Regions from separate parts of the Oncorhynchus mykiss genome. Here region 2 is linked to region 1. The links are chromatin contacts, called in public Hi-C maps. All regions are on one chromosome and are shown on one strand. The core of a region is the stretch at or near the end of the contact, and the rest is flanking DNA. Distances in the headings are between cores, read along the strand shown. Region 1 holds the start of LOC110536384 (V-set and immunoglobulin domain-containing protein 10). Region 2 holds the start of LOC110535115 (serine/threonine-protein kinase TAO3).

Region 1 (7,796 bases), core at 1,519-4,018:
GCTAGTCTAATGACAAATGGGCCCCCAATCCTTTTCTTTTAACTAGGCAAGTCAGTAAATTTGTCACAAATGACAAAATGCTGGACAACTTCCTAGGCTTTCTTTCTTTTAAAGAATAACAATACAATGTCAGTGTTCCTGTTTCTTGTGCAGTGATGGCACTTGTAGTGTGACTAAGCAGAAACCAGAGAGGGAGAAGAAGACAGAACGAGCACGACGATAAGTGAATAATGTTGTGTTGCTCAATGATCAAGGTTAATAATTGGTTAAAACTGTGCAAAAACTAAGCCCAACAAACTGATCCTTCTCATCTTCTTGGTGCTTTCAGTTCCTTCAACTCTTTTTTTCAGGACATTTGTGTAAAATTTAAGCAAATGTTGATATTAAGATACCAAATCCTTAGATAGTGTTTAATGCTTACTGCACATGTATACAACAGTCGTGATGTTTCAGTCGTCTGCTCTGCACATCATCTGAGGAGTTGAGACATAAAAAGGGTATCATGAGAAAGGTTAACTTCTCTATTATATGTGTTGGTGTCCATGTGACCCATTCTGTTGGACCAAACCTCAAACGCAAATAGCAAGTTGAAACCACTTGTCAGAGACAAAGAAGTGATCTCTCAGCTTTGTTGTTGTAAGTGTGTGTGTGAGTGAGAGAGAAAAATGGGAAGGTGCACACAGCACAGAAGAAGCGATTCTGGAGAAGCATGCATTTAGAATATTGTGCTAAAACTAATTTGATATATCGCCCAGCCCTACGGCAGCCCACCCAAATTTGGGGTCTTTCCTGCTGGGTGCGTCGGGGTCGGTCATGGCCAGGGTGTACAGCTTTGTGGAGTCACACCCCTCCCACTCTATAGAGGTGGGACGGCTCTGCACCTGTGAAGAAACAAACCAAGGGGAATGTAGTTGGTCTCAATACATTTCAAGCCCATCCCATTTTGGTAATAATTCACACAAGCAGTGGTCAATATAGTTGGTATCGCAACAAACACCCTACAAGCCAAAAATACTTTCACAAGTCAAGGATGGTATCACAATACAAGCATTCCACTACACTCGCATTAACATCTGGTAATCATGTGTATTTGACCAATAAAAATGGTTGCTATCACAAATACAAACCACAGTTGATATAGTTGGTATAACAAACAATAAGCAAAAAAATCAGTTTAATGTATTAAGGATATTCGAATGAACTGTGGATAATTATGTTAATTTGAGTTAGGCCAAAAATCCTGCACTAAGAGAGTGCTGATTAACATAGTCATTGCCCAACCCTCTTCTCTGCAGTGCAGACAGTCAGTGTATGGTCAGACCACCTCTTATGCAGTCTAAGCAAGACTGGAACATTATTGCACACTGACACGGTTTTGTGCATTGTGTCACATTTTTGCAAATAAACCTGGTCTTGCAAATTCTAGCAATCAATAACATTTTTTAAATGAGCTTATTTCATGTAATGTATCAACTACTATCTATTGAGCATAATCGTGAGCACGTGCTGTTAACCCTACAACTCTGAATTATATTCGAGACACTAGCTAGTTTGCAAGCTAACTCCACAGAACAATGAGATATTTTACCGGATGTATGAATGTGAAGCATCCGCTTGGCGTTTCCGCTCACTACCAAATATGTAGTGAGAGGAAGCACACTGGCCGGAGATGGAACGATATGGATTTGGGATGACATTCTGCACATTTTCGCACCAATTAAACATTTGTTCTCAATACAGTTCTCTGTTCCCAACTATAATATGTTGTGGACTAAGTTGCAGACTTTACCCTTTCCAAAAGTGTGTGTATATATCGCGTATAGGAGTGCAAAGGCGAATTCAGTTATTGCACAGGCGCACCTCAGATAGGCGGCGCAGATACAGGCTAGAACGCGCCAATAGGATCGCATTAGCTCGTGTTTGGCTCAGCCCACTATGACTCGTTTGGTCCCATTGGAAACGACAGGCGTGGTCTATCTTAGTTTAGTTATTTAAAAAAATATTCGCTAAATCGTTAGTTATTATGTCAAAGATGAACGCCAATGCAACGGCGAGTAACTCATTCGAACAGTGTACACCACAGTGTTGGAGAAAGGTCAGCGACTAAAGAACATAAACCAAACACGATTAGCTGTTTTGTTTGACTGATCATAGGGATAGAGAGTACTTTTTAATGGAGTCGCCATGAACAAATCTAGGGCATTGCTCACAGAACACAATTGTAAAATAAACGAGTGTGGCACAAAAAGGGCGTTGCAGTTATCACAGCTACACAATGTTCATTTCTGAATACTCATTTACTTTGTTCATTTGCTTGTTTTGCCCACTTTGGTCCCATTGGAAAAGACAGGCATGGTCTATCTTGGTTTAGTTCTAAAATAAATACTCGTTCGTCTTTGACAGTACCTGTGTTGGCGTGAGCACTTTGCCCAACTCGTCGATTTCAAGAGAGCCATACTTGACATGGAGGGTCTGTGCAGGCTTCTCATCCACCTCTGTTAGGGCAAGATTCCCTGTCCACTGGCTTAAATCTACCGGCATTTTGACTGATTCCGGAGAGCTGCAAACAGGAGCTGCTTTGACTTATTCTGCACAAAAACACAAGGGGGCAGGCACAGGCAGGGCCCGGAGTCCTGACTATGCATTGCGTTTAGGCCAATCACAGTACGTCTAGCTCTGCAGTTAGCACTTGTGATTGGCCTAAGGTTCTGTCAATCCCTCACTTTACTGCCCAATGACGCGAATTTATCTTTCTAGAATGTTCTTTTCATGACCAAGGTCCACTCCTACTCGAATTGTCACGTTTTGCTGATAAAGCTACATTGTGTCTTTAAGATCTAGAAACATATATATAAATTACCTACATTTCAGACACTTGTGTGTTAGTTTTCCCTGAGTTAGATTTCACTCTAGAAAAAGAGATAATAGGCTGTCTGTCACCTTCTCAGTGAACTTGGGTAACCCGTCTCGTTGATCAGCGCGGTGACAGCGGTATTAACTGTCAATAAACTAGAAATCCCCTGCTGCACCTTTAAGAAGGTAAGTGTTGGGTGTGGTTTGAAGTTTCCGGATAAACGCCCGCGAGTAAACAGCCAGGTAGCCAAATGGCTGAAAAATTATAGCATGTGGCAGTTCCATGGAGAAGAAAAATATTGAATTATTGTGGCTCATAATTCCTATATCAGTTACTCTAACCAGTTATGTAAACTAGGTGTAGAGGTGTGTTGTGTCACCGCATGCACAACAGGTAGTCAGACAGAGGTTGGCAACCAAAGCATTTGTCTAACTATAAATCAGAGTATATATGCTATACAGTAGGAGGGATAATTATGAATGGCTTCGCAGTTGCAATTTTTCTTCAGGTCATGCATCAGACCGGTGAGTGTCCACTTGTGACATGTTTATGAAACATAATCCATTGTTTTTAGCCTATACAGTAAAATTAGTTATATTAGGTCTGACGTTTTGATCTATATAGGCCTACTGTTCACTTTTATAAGCAATTTGTTGAATCGCAATTTGTTGAATTGAATAATCTTGTCTTAAATTATCGTGCTCATTGTTTTTATGAAAGTTGCAGCAAATGGGCGCTCGGATGAAACTACTGTAGCTGGAACACTGGGAGAGAATATTATACTTCCGTGTTGGAACACTGCGACCAATGTGACCCCCTCATTCACGCGATGGATGACGAATGGCCAGTTTACCATTGAACGCAATCATTCCATTATAATTCCAATATTCCCAAGTGAAGGGCACCTGACCATACTGTACAATCAAAGCTTGTACATCAACAGAATTAATCTATCAGATGAGGGGACCTATCTCTGTGATTCTTTACCCCATAACAACAAAACTCAAACAAGTCTCACATTGCAAATAGTCAGTAAGTATCTGTGTTCTATCATAACAATGTGTGTTGATGTCCTTCATATAATGACTTGCAGATACTGTACTGGTATCTTGGTCAATTGCCCTGGCAGTTGCCCTAGAAATTATTTTGAACAATTATTGCCTTGAAACTGGTTATTCTGGATTATTTGGTGCTGGGGCTGGTTTCATAGCACATGCTGTAGTAGCCTGTGTGTTTTGTAGGCATTTGAACAATCATGATCAGAGGGGTACTGCAGTGTTACCTTGACCATTATGTAGTATATGATGGATGGATGGAATGGGACTGAATAATTTTTTACAAATGTTCTGTATGTTATGGAATCAGTCCACATTGCTCAATAATGAAAGATGGGTGCCTTGGGTTGTAACAAGGCTTGATTGTTGTATACTGTGAGGACTGTTTTCAAGTGGAAAATGTCTGCCTTCTTTGGCAACACTATAGTAAAGTATATCATGTTTACTTCTTGCAGGTGGTCCTGACAATAGCATCATAGACATCCAGCCAGCCACGCCTCTTTCCAACGGAACCCTCTTTGTTGTCAGGGGTTCCACGGTGTCATTCAACTGTTCCAGCTTGTCCTACCCCTCCCAGAGCCTGTCCTGGGGGTTTCAGGGTGTGGCGTCCAGTAATGACTCTCTGGCGGTGGGCAGTGGGTCGTGGCTGGACTTCAGGATAGAGGATGTTCAGCCCACAGCTCAGGGGAACTACAGCTGCAGAGCCCAGAACTCAATCTCCCAGAAGGCTGCTGGCTCTAGCACAGAGCTGCTTGTATACTGTAGGTGACTGACTATAAGGGAAACAGACTTAATGGTCTCTGATAGTGGTTGATTAGTGACAATTTGAATATCGGTATATATCCTAAGCTCCTAATAGATACCTATCAGATACAGTGGCCAGTGGTGCTTGTTCAAATGACTTGTCTATCTTATTGTTGTGTAATAACCCAAATACCTCATCAATTCTATACTGTAAAGAGCATCCATCTTTCTCCTTTAGATTCCCCAGAGAGGCACCCAGAGTGTCTGTGGAACGCAGGGAAGGATCCGTCCCATGTCCAATTCAGCTGTAGCTGGTTTGGAGGCTACCCCTCTCCCACGTTATTCTGGGGGGAGAAGCATCAGACGTCAGGGAGCCATGGGAAGCAGGTGTTTGTTTTGTGGGGGTTAAAACATTACTTAATTGGATACATGCTTTTAAAATATATATAAAACATTTTTGCGTGTGTGTGTGTGTTATCCTCAATTATTTCCTTTGTGGTTCTTTTAGGTGGCTGGACAACTGATGGAGTCGGAGGAGACAGATAATCTGGTGGTGAATCTGAACAGGTCATTGTTGTTCGATGGGCAGATGCTGAAGTGTAATGGGCATCACCCTACGATAAGTCCAGGAGAGGATAAGTTCTGCTCCTTCACCCTGAGTAAGTGAGAGACTACCGCAAAAGTAGTGAATGGAACACTTCCCTATATAGTGCACTACTTCTGAACATGACCCATAGGTAAATAAGTGTACTATATAGGCAATAGGGTGCCATTTGGGATGCACACCCAGCCAACATCTGATATGCCTTTTGTTTGCATTCAGCTTTATGGTTTCTATATTGCAACTGTACATAGATGCCCCGAAACGTGTCAATATCAGTTCTGCATTAAATTGTACAACTGACTAGGTATCCCCCTCTCCTTTCTGTTGTACAACTGACTAGGTATCCCCCTTTCTTTTGTACAACTGACTAGGTATCCCCCTTTCTGTTGTACAACTGACTAGGTATCCCCCTTTCTGTTGTACAACTGACTAGGTATCCCCCTTTCTGTTGTACAACTGACTAGGTATCCCCCTTTCTGTTGTACAACTGACTAGGTATCCCCTTTCAGTTCAGGGTGCTTTATTGGGACACCCTACCATTGGCCAATTTACTTGATACGATGATGTTGGGTAATTACTAAAAGAGACATCTCGTCTGTCTCTTATTTACTTTCAGCTTTTAACCAACTGAATGGTTTCCACAACTGTACAAAGCTCATAGAATATTAGTAATGTGTGAAACACCCAGTGGCTGTGGCACACCTGGTCTGATTCCAAAAGAAACCTGCAAAGGAGGGAGCTGTCTTTGTGATTCCAGAAAGGCGAGATATTTTGAAGTAATTTATCAGCGTTTCTGAGCACCAGGCAAGATGACTCAAACAATGAGGAAGAACAAAAATAATGTGTTACCTACACCTCTTACCAAGCTATACTTTTCCCATGTCACACCCAACGCAGTTTGTGTGATTGTGTGCATACCTGTATAGAAGGATATCTAGCTAGATGTGTATCTATCACTAACCCAGTCTAAACCCCAGTCTCCCTCCTCGTCCCCTAGAGTCCCCCTATCCTGAAGGGGAACCACTAGTCACAGCGGTAGAAGGAACCAACGTGACATTAACGTGTACAGAGTCCAACTCCCTGCCTCCAGCCCTCACCAGCTGGCAGAGGACAGCCCAGCAGGAGGACGTAATCTCCAGCCCTAAGTACGTCCTGTCAGAGCAGGGCCCCACCTTCACCCTCACTATAGTCAACATCACCAAGCAGGACGAGGGCTTCTACTTCTGCAGGAGCGAGAACCCACTGATGGTCCGCGAGTTGGAGATCTATTTAACAGTTAAAGGTTAGTTCAGAGAGGTGTGTGTTTACAGATTGGATATCTCTGCAGACTCCATCTGGTCCTTGTGATAATCTATGTTGATGATCTTACAGGTGCAGAAAGGTAGCAAGGCAACACCTTCCCTGGAATGTCGCTAAACCTGTTGCCTCTCCCTGTTAGCTTCTAACAAGACTCTTTAGAGTATTGTACATTCATTTCTCTTTAGTGACTTAACTTTTTTTTGACTTAATCATGTCTAATGTTGTTTTGTTTCCACAGCCACCTCTCAATACAGTGGAGCAATCATAGGGATATTCCTAGCTATTTTGATAGTAGGATCTGGGATTGTTATTGCTAAAACAATATACTCCAACCGTGACCGAATATGCCTGGGTAAGATCTTTTTCCCATGCATTATAATGTCCCTTTTGTTGATGGGGCTTAAACTTTGTAACTGCCCGTGCCATATCAGATTATCTGTGTTTGTTATTTTCAGGGGTGCAATTTTCACTGGGGACATAACTAAAAATAATAGTTATGTCCCCCCCCTAAAACCAAAGTTGTACCCCTGGTTATTTTTGTATAATTTCATGAAAGGGAATGGATAATAGGACCCCCATCACCTAAGATAATATAAGATATACTTTGACGATAACTGACTTGTGAAGTTACCGAATTGCTAAAAGATATATGCAAATACTAACTACCTACTTTGAAATCTAAATATATGTTTTTTTTTATTACAGGTAATGGATTTGAGCAAATGGGGGAGAGAGGAGATGTGTTGAGCCTGGTAGAGGCAGATGAAGAGGAGGTGTTTCATGAAGCTATACCCAGACTTCCACCTCTGCCTCTGACCAACGGACACAATACTACACTTGTAGAGATACACACAATACCACCCAGTAAGGAATGATTTTCTGCTTCCAAGTTGTAGAGGGAGGGGAAGGGGGGGGGGGGTTGTTTTCAAAATGTGTATTTTATATTAAATGTGACACTATTAATAATGTTGCAATGTTGTATTTGCACATGTATCCGTAATACACAGTGGATAGAACTGTAACTGGGCGGCAGGTAGCCTAGCGGTTAAGAGCGCTGGGTTCGAATCCCAGAGCCAACTAGATGAAAAATCTGTCTGTGCCCTTGAGCAAGGAACTTAACCCTAATTGCTCGTAAAAGTCGCTCTGGATTAGAATCTGCTAAATTACTCAAATATAACGGTTCTGTTGCTGTTTTGTATTGATCTTATACTGTAGATGCAACTATAACCCAAATCTGTAA
Region 2 (7,796 bases), core at 2,579-5,078, 150 kb before region 1:
ATAAAATGTTATACATATTGTAAACGACGCATTTGTTAATCTGGGGGATTTCTACACTGGCAATGTCCCGAAAACGGTCCTTTAAAACACCCTAGAGTTGATTTTGCGTAATTAAAAACAAACATAAAAAGCTGTCAGTTTAAACGAGAGATATCTGGTGTCTTGCATTGGACGCGTCTCAATCTACCACATCCGCCGATGTCTCACTTCCACGTCTTTGGTATGTGTCAGACCATGAGGTATCCTGAAAATCGGTCTTCTCACAGAATCGTCTGTAGCGTCCAAACGGTTTGGCCTAGAAACTAGCATGATGGAAAGATGAGACTCTCACTCTCAGGATGGTGTTCTCTACAAGTGTCTTGGGACAGCCGATCTGCCAACTTCTCTCTGTAGCGTCCAAACAGTTTGGGCTACACACTAATCTGACCCCTCTATGGAAAGGAGAGACTCTCACGAACACGTACATGTTATTTCGCTCTAGGATGCCCACAGGCCTTACAAGACTCGTCTGAAGGTCCTGGGTACCAGTTGAAAAAGTGAATGGAAGTACAGTATATATGGAGACTGTTTAATGCCAAAAATAAGAGGTTAACTATATGTATAAAACAAAAACTTATATCTCTCAGATATAGGACAGACACTTCAGAACAAACTTCCTTTAGATTTTTGGGGATAGGTTAATCTGTTGTTCAATGAGTTTGTATGTACTAATAGAAGTAAGGCCAAATAAAAAAAAATTATCAAGCATTTAAACAAATATTTTTGGGTTACTTCAAAGGGTGTAACATTCCTAAATCAAATAACAAAATGATCATTGGTATGACTTTGTTAAAGCAATTCCATATAGCTTAGTAGAACCAATTTCGATAGCATCCACTTCATCTGCAATAACAAAGGTGAAAGCCATGTCTGCCATTGTCGAGTTTCCTTGAAACAGCAGAAGTAGTCCGACTTGCATATGTGCACATGTGCCTCCCCAGACTTCACTTACCGACTTTGCTCAACGACTTCCGTCTAAAACAATTAACAAACCCATTTGAAGAGCTAAAACTATACTGAAATTCTTACATTTAACTCCAAAACTAACTAAAATAAAAACCATTATGAATTATGTTCAATTTTAGTTTTTTTCTCTCAAAATGTTGGGCAAACATTAAATGGGGATTTTAAGCTTCTGAATCTGGGGGTTCACAGATACTTGCGGTACTGCCTAGCAAAGCTTTTTGCACTCTATCCAATTGTCCTTCCCTACCTTCAGGCTATGCTCAAACCCTACAGCCCAACCCGAGCAGTCCATTATGTCACCTCTGGTCTTTAGGCCCATCGCCCGCTCAGCCCAGTCCAAGCTCTTCTCTGTCCTCGAACCCCAATGGTGGAGCCAGCTTTCCCCTGAAGCTTAAACAGCAGAGTCCCTGCCCATCTTCTGAAGCACCTGAAAGCCTACCTCTTCAAAAGAGTATCTTGAAAAAAATGATTCCCCACCTCACCTCGACCCACACCCCCCCTTTTTTTTTTTTTCTGAACCAACACTTGCAATCGATTCCCCCTTCTCCCCCTGTCTAGCTTTGACTTTGCTGATAGCTACTTTACTGAGGAAAAGTGTACTTACTATGCCTGTGATATGTGGTTGTCCCACCTAGCTATCTTAATACGAATGCACTAACTTTAAGTCACTCTGGATAAGAGGGTCTGCTGAATGACCAAAATGTCATGTGGAGGCTGCTGAGGGGAGAACAACTCATAATAATGGCCGGAACGGAGCAAATGGAATGGCATCAAACACCAGGAAACCATGGAAACCATGTGTTTAATGTAGAATACCATGGCACTGATTCCGCTCCAGTCGTTACCACGAGCCTGTCCTCCCCAATGAAGGTGCCACCAGCCTCCTGTGGTGGTATTCTATAGCAAACTGTAGTATTTTATCATGTTGGTTAGCAGCAGAACCTCCAGACAGCGAGACAGACCTTACTACGCGCCTTGGACTTGATTACATAAGACAACACATTGCCAGAGTTATGTTGAAAGAACACTTGACCCCTAAGCCCTTAATGGAGTGGCCACTTGATGATGTGTTTGATAATGATCACTTGAGTCCGTTTTGGGCGAAATGAGAATTGAGTCGATGCGCACTTGCATCCCAACTGCCACAATATTCCAAAATTATGAACCCATTCACGAGCATCTTGTGTTCCGCTGTGACCTGTTCTGTAACATGATTCCCTAGGAAACAGTGCCAGATAGACACACACTCTGGTAATAGATAGTAAGAAAGTTGTAAAAACTAAACGTCGCCAGCTCACAGTGACTTGAAAAACTTCAAGTTTTATTATCACGTGCACAAGAACAGTGAAATGCTTTTCTTGCAATCTCCAAACTCAACAATGCAGTAATATATATCAATGTAGCACTAAAAATAACATGAGGTAGAACAGAAACACATGAAGAAATTTAAAAAACAAAATAAGAACACAAGAAAGTAAGAAGTTATATGCATGCTAAACTGATTAAGCTAATGTGCCCTGCTTGCTCAATGTGCCTGCTACTGCTATCTACTTCTAACTAGCTAGCTTTATTTAAGATAGTTCAGACTATTTTGAGGAAGTGTTAGAGGCTATGTTGTTGCTACGGTGACTCAGGAGGGACAAACAACATTAACTGCCAGGGTATGATATAGCGAACATAACACCCCCAAGACTCAAATCCATTTTTTAATGAGCAGCAAAAAAACACATGGGTAATCAGTGTGTTCAGCCCCCCTTTATAACTAACTTAACCTATGACCTGAACCAGCATTACTGCCCCAAAGTGGCAAGAAGTAACAAGCTAAAAAACGATACAACACAAATGGCTCCTGGCCTCCGACACAGGATACTTTCTGTCCCCAACACTAAAACTATTTTTTATTTTTTATAAAACTTTAACAAAATAAAACTAGTAAATCAGATCTGAGAACTAACTGAAATTAAACTGAATTTCAAATACAAATCTTAAAACTAATAGAAATAAAAACTAACATAAAAACACAAAACTATAATAACCTTGTGTGATTCCAGTCATATCTGATTGAGCTTGAACACACTGTCTGTGGCCAAGGTTAAACCTAGGTCTTCTACATGTCAAAAGACTGTGTTAGCCCGCTGAGCTAACTCAAGCCTATAGACACTGAGAGGGAGGCAGAGGGGAAAATGGGGGTTCAACCCGGGACCTAACTCAAGGACCTAATACTTCACTTTACTTTTTAAGCGTTTTGCATGGATTTCCTGCAACTCATCATGTTTTTATTAGACATACATTCCATGGACTGTCTAGTATTAAAGGTGTCATTCTAAATTCTAACACCAGATGTCAGTATCGCCTTATTGTTTATTTATTTCATTTTTCTCAATTGTGTCGCCTTAGTTTTTATGAACACTGCCAAGTGATACATTTGATCAGAATTTACATTTCTGTGACCGACTTTCATCGCTTTCAGAGGTCAATATTGTCCCAATGCACCATTGAACAATATACATAAAGCCCCCAAAAATAAATGTGAGTTTTCTCATTTTTAAAAATGCAATTAACCCCATGTTATTTTATTAATGTGGACTTGACTGAAACCTAATACAGTACCCAAGTATTCATTTTCATTTTTAACATTGATATCCCTAGTTTTTCTATCCCCAAAGGTTGTCTGTTGATGATCCTTTATAGCCGATAACCGATACATTTTTGTTTCTCTCATCCACCTCCTGTCCTCGTCTGCTTTGACTCTGAACTCGATTGTTTCTCCTTGTAAACAGCACATACTAAAACGTCCAATATTGTCTAGAGTTAAATGACAATGGTCTTGACAACACGACATTTGATCAGTGCAATGTATTGATCATGATCAATAATCAACGGGCATGATCTAAACAACTGTGACACATACAGTGAATGTCGTGTTTTTGTTTGTTTAAACCATAACATTTATAGAGGCCAGAACTAAAGACAACTGCTGCTTGCCAGATAATCTACGAATTTATTTCCGCCTGTCAAACTAGCTGTCAGCGGCAAGGGGCCGTGCTCGTGCGGAGGAAAGGAGCGACTCGAGCCCTCATTCAGGAAGTCCTGACCAAACTTCAGAAAGTCAAGTTGTCTCTCGGAGTTGGACTAAATGTTATTGGAAACGTGGGATTCATCAAAAGGAACAAGAACATCACTGGTCAGTTTTTAATTTGGTTTATTTATGATGAAGGTACAAATGTTAATGTTAGCTATTGCTGTCACAATTTCACGCTTCTAATTTGCTGGCCTTATACACGAGAGACACTTCCTAGTACGCTGTCGTCATGTCTTCGTTTCCTTTAAGATGAAGTCGAAGTAACCCATGTTCCTGTGAAATGATTATTTCGTTGTCAAGATACCAGGCTAACGTAGTTGTATTCTTTATTATGACTCATAGCATGATGACTACCGAAGTTGAGACTTGAACGCATTGTTGTTTTAACGTAACAGTCTCACTAGATAGGCAGTCAGTGAAGTGCGTAGGGTAGTTGAACTGTGCAAGCCAAATACTTGGTTGGTTACACCTGCTCGCAAAACAATTCTCACCGTCGGTTTCATTGGAAATTGTTTATCATTCATACAGTGCTTTTAAATCGTTGAAAGTATTGCTTGGCAAATGAGGAACAGAGGACGTGTTTTCATAAGCACCGACCTGAGCTCATGGGTAAGTATTGCGAGCAAATGACAAGCCAGTTTGGTTCACCTCTTGTCGTGTTAAATTATAAACTGAACCTCTCGATAAACAATGAGACATGTTTTTAAAACCTGTATGCAGTTGCTTCAAAGCCTTTCAACTTGGTTTAGCTGTCAATTTTGTGAATTGTCATTTTGTTTCAAGAGGTTTTACTTGATAATTGGCGAGTTGTCACTAGACGGCTGGAACTATAATGTAGCTAGCTACTGTCTGGCTGTGCCACAGACTGTTTTTCAGTGGATACATGTTGCGACTGAACGTTTTACAACCAGCTACTTACTTACTGTATCATTTTTTGGACATTCTGCGATGGATGGATTGCCAGACATCGAAAACGATTGCATAGCTCAATGCACATGTTAAAATATGTAAATGAAACGAAATTTGCTTTAACTGCCCAGTAATTGACAGACAGAAATGACATTGTCACCCGAGTCTAACGTTAGTGCGTCTATTGTTTTTGTGCTCGAAGCAAATGTTGGTCTAGTGCACTACACACTGGTTAAACAGCATTGACAGCTACCTTTTTGAATGTTTTGTTTGATTTGCCGTCTATTGTCATTCATACAATGCTTTCAACGATAGCTTTACCACTGATATGCAGATATTTTGTTTCCTGTAATCTGCATAAAAGTAAATGTAGGTTAACATTACGCGCTTGAAATGTCTCATTAAAGGCTAAAATAGCAGCCAGTGGAACAGCCTACAACAACCAACCTGACTTCATGATGTCATCCTTTTATGTAGACAGCTTGAATAGGAAGCTAACAGACATGCTTGTAATGAACACATTTCTGCTTGTTCTGAACATGCAATATCTTGTAATTTCCCAAGATATTGCCTGAGCCATATGAAGTCGTTAGCTTCCATATTTAGCATATATTTGGTCAGCTCTTGAATATTCTGTATCAGAGTTCTCTGTATAATGTGTACATTCATTTATCTCTCACTATAAACAAATATTTGCCCATTAGCAGCCAGTAGCTTGATTTTAAAGAAACAACTTTCATTGCTTAAGCCTCTGCTTCCAACATAACCTACAGTAACCTTATCAAGTCGGCCAGCCAGCTCATCAGTAAGTCTCAGGCTTTGAGTGGGAGGTAACTATGAACAGAGTTACACCGTGGCAGTCCAAGGCTACCAGTCCCTTAAGGTTGCCTGCATCACCTATCTAGCTGATAATACTAAGCTAGTTAAGTCTATTTTTTTAAATATATTTTTTTATTGTATGATGAGGGACAATAGCCTGAAATGGTCGTGTCTGTGTGTGTGACCGAGGTCCAACGGAAGTTGCCCCTCCCTCCTCTGTTACCTTCACCCAGTTAGTTTAGCTTTTTTGTAGGATATTCAGACGTGACATCCTGTCTTCCTCCCAAATGGAACCCTATTCCCTATATAGTGCACTACTTTTTATCAGGGCTCTGGACAAAAGTAGTGCACTATATGGAATAGGGTGCCATTTGGGACATTCGCCGAGTGTCACTGACATCCTGTGTGTCTGATCTGTTGGCGTGCTCAACGGTTGTGGTTTGTGTTTGTGAATAACCTATGCATGCATGTATGTGTGCATTGCATGTATCCCATAGGCATTGGCTACATATATCTTACATGTTCCTCTGCACGTGTAAAGTCCAATTAAAACTTGATATTTATCCTGCTTGTCTTCCCTGACTGACTCTATATTTTCTGTGTAGTTCCTCTTCTGTGAGTCTGCAACGTGTTTGACTGTAATGTGCAACTATATATCTGCAAGTGTGAGGTGCGTTGATGGATGCGTGGGGTGAGGACACATCAACTGTGGCTGTCAGGGAGAGGGGGACATTCTGGGTCCTATGAGCACTGATCAAAAGTAGTGCAATATTTTTTTAACCTTTATTTAACTAGGCAAGTCAGTTAAGAACAAATTCTTATTTTCAATGACGGCCTAGGAGCAGTGGGTTCCAGGCTGGCCCTGTTCAGGGGCAGCCGGGGGTTTGAACTTGCAAACTTCCGGTTACTAGTCCAACGCTCTAACCACTAGGTTACCCTAGTGGTTAGGCTGCCCTAATATAAAGGGAATAGTGTGCAATTTGGGACACAGGAAAGCCCAGGCTCCAGCCCCCTCTACCAGGCAGGCCCAGGCTCCAGCCCCCTCTACCAGGCAGGCAAGCCCAGGCTCCAGCCCCCTCTACCAGGCAGGCAGGCCCAGGCTCCAGCCCCCTCTACCAGGCAGGCAGGCCCAGGCTCCAGCCCCCTCTACCAGGCAGGCAGGCCCAGGCTCCAGCCCCCTCTAGCAGGCAGGCCCAGGCTCCAGCCCCCTCTACCAGGCAGGCAGGCCCAGGCTCCAGCCCCCTCTGGCAGGCAGGCTCAGGCTCCAGCCCCCTCTACCAGGGAGGCAGGCCCAGGCTCCAGCCCCCTCTACCAGGGAGGCAGGCCCAGGCTCCAGCCCCCTCTACCAGGGAGGCAGGCCCAGGCTCCAGCCCCCTCTACCAGGGAGGCAGGCCCAGGCTCCAGCCCCCTCTACCAGGGAGGCAGGCCCAGGCTCCAGCCCCCTCTACCAGGCAGACAGCCCCAGGCTCCAGCCCCCTCTCCCAGGCAGGCAGGCCCAGGCTCCATGCCTCTCTCGCAGGCAGGCAGGCCCAGGCTCCATGCCTCTCTCCCAGGCAGGCAGGCCCAGGCTCCAGGCCTCTCTCCCAGGCAGGCAGGCCCAGGCTCCAGGCCTCTCTCCCAGGCAGGCAGGCCCAGGCTCCAGGCCTCTCTCCCAGGTAGGCAAGTAGGCAGGCAGGCAGGCCCAGGATACAGCCCTCTCTCCCAGGCAGGCAGGCCCAGGATACAGCCCTCTCTCCCAGGCAGGCAGGCCCAGGATACAGCCCTCTCTCCCAGGCAGGCAGGCCCAGGATACAGCCCTCTCTCCCAGGCAGGCAGGCCCAGGATACAGCCCTCTCTCCCAGGCAGGCCCAGGATACAGCCCTCTCTCCCAGGCAGGCAGGCCCAGGATACAGCCCTCTCTCCCAGGCAGGCAGGCCCAGGATACAGCCCTCTCTCCCAGGCAGGCAGGCCCAGGATACAGCCCTCTCTCCCAGGCAGGCAG

The links. A called contact is a pair of places that touch in the nucleus more often than the background predicts.
Region 2: a Hi-C map of liver shows a contact between it and region 1, with 5 times the contacts expected there. The contact joins the promoter of LOC110535115 here to the promoter of LOC110536384 in region 1. A contact is called at or near these places in 2 of 3 Hi-C or Micro-C datasets (blood and liver).

What each region holds. Positions count from the first base shown.
Region 1 is chr11:74,702,486-74,710,281 of USDA_OmykA_1.1, reverse strand. LOC110536384 (V-set and immunoglobulin domain-containing protein 10) reads left to right here and starts at 2,768. Exons shown (of 9, transcript XM_021622145.2): 1 at 2,768-3,039; 2 at 3,575-3,886; 3 at 4,365-4,670; 4 at 4,892-5,040; 5 at 5,162-5,312; 6 at 6,255-6,539; 7 at 6,795-6,908; 8 at 7,262-7,420. The coding sequence starts at 3,688. pebp1 (phosphatidylethanolamine binding protein 1) reads right to left here and starts at 2,982. Exons shown (of 5, transcript NM_001160679.1): 1 at 2,941-2,982; 2 at 2,407-2,560; 3 at 772-881. The coding sequence starts at 2,541.
Region 2 is chr11:74,858,319-74,866,114 of USDA_OmykA_1.1, reverse strand. It overlaps LOC110535115 (serine/threonine-protein kinase TAO3), which reads left to right and starts at 3,828. Exons shown (of 21, transcript XM_036936323.1): 1 at 3,828-4,189. It overlaps LOC118937398 (basic proline-rich protein-like), which reads left to right and starts at 6,498. Exons shown (of 5, transcript XM_036936343.1): 1 at 6,498-6,506; 2 at 6,807-7,334. The coding sequence starts at 6,498.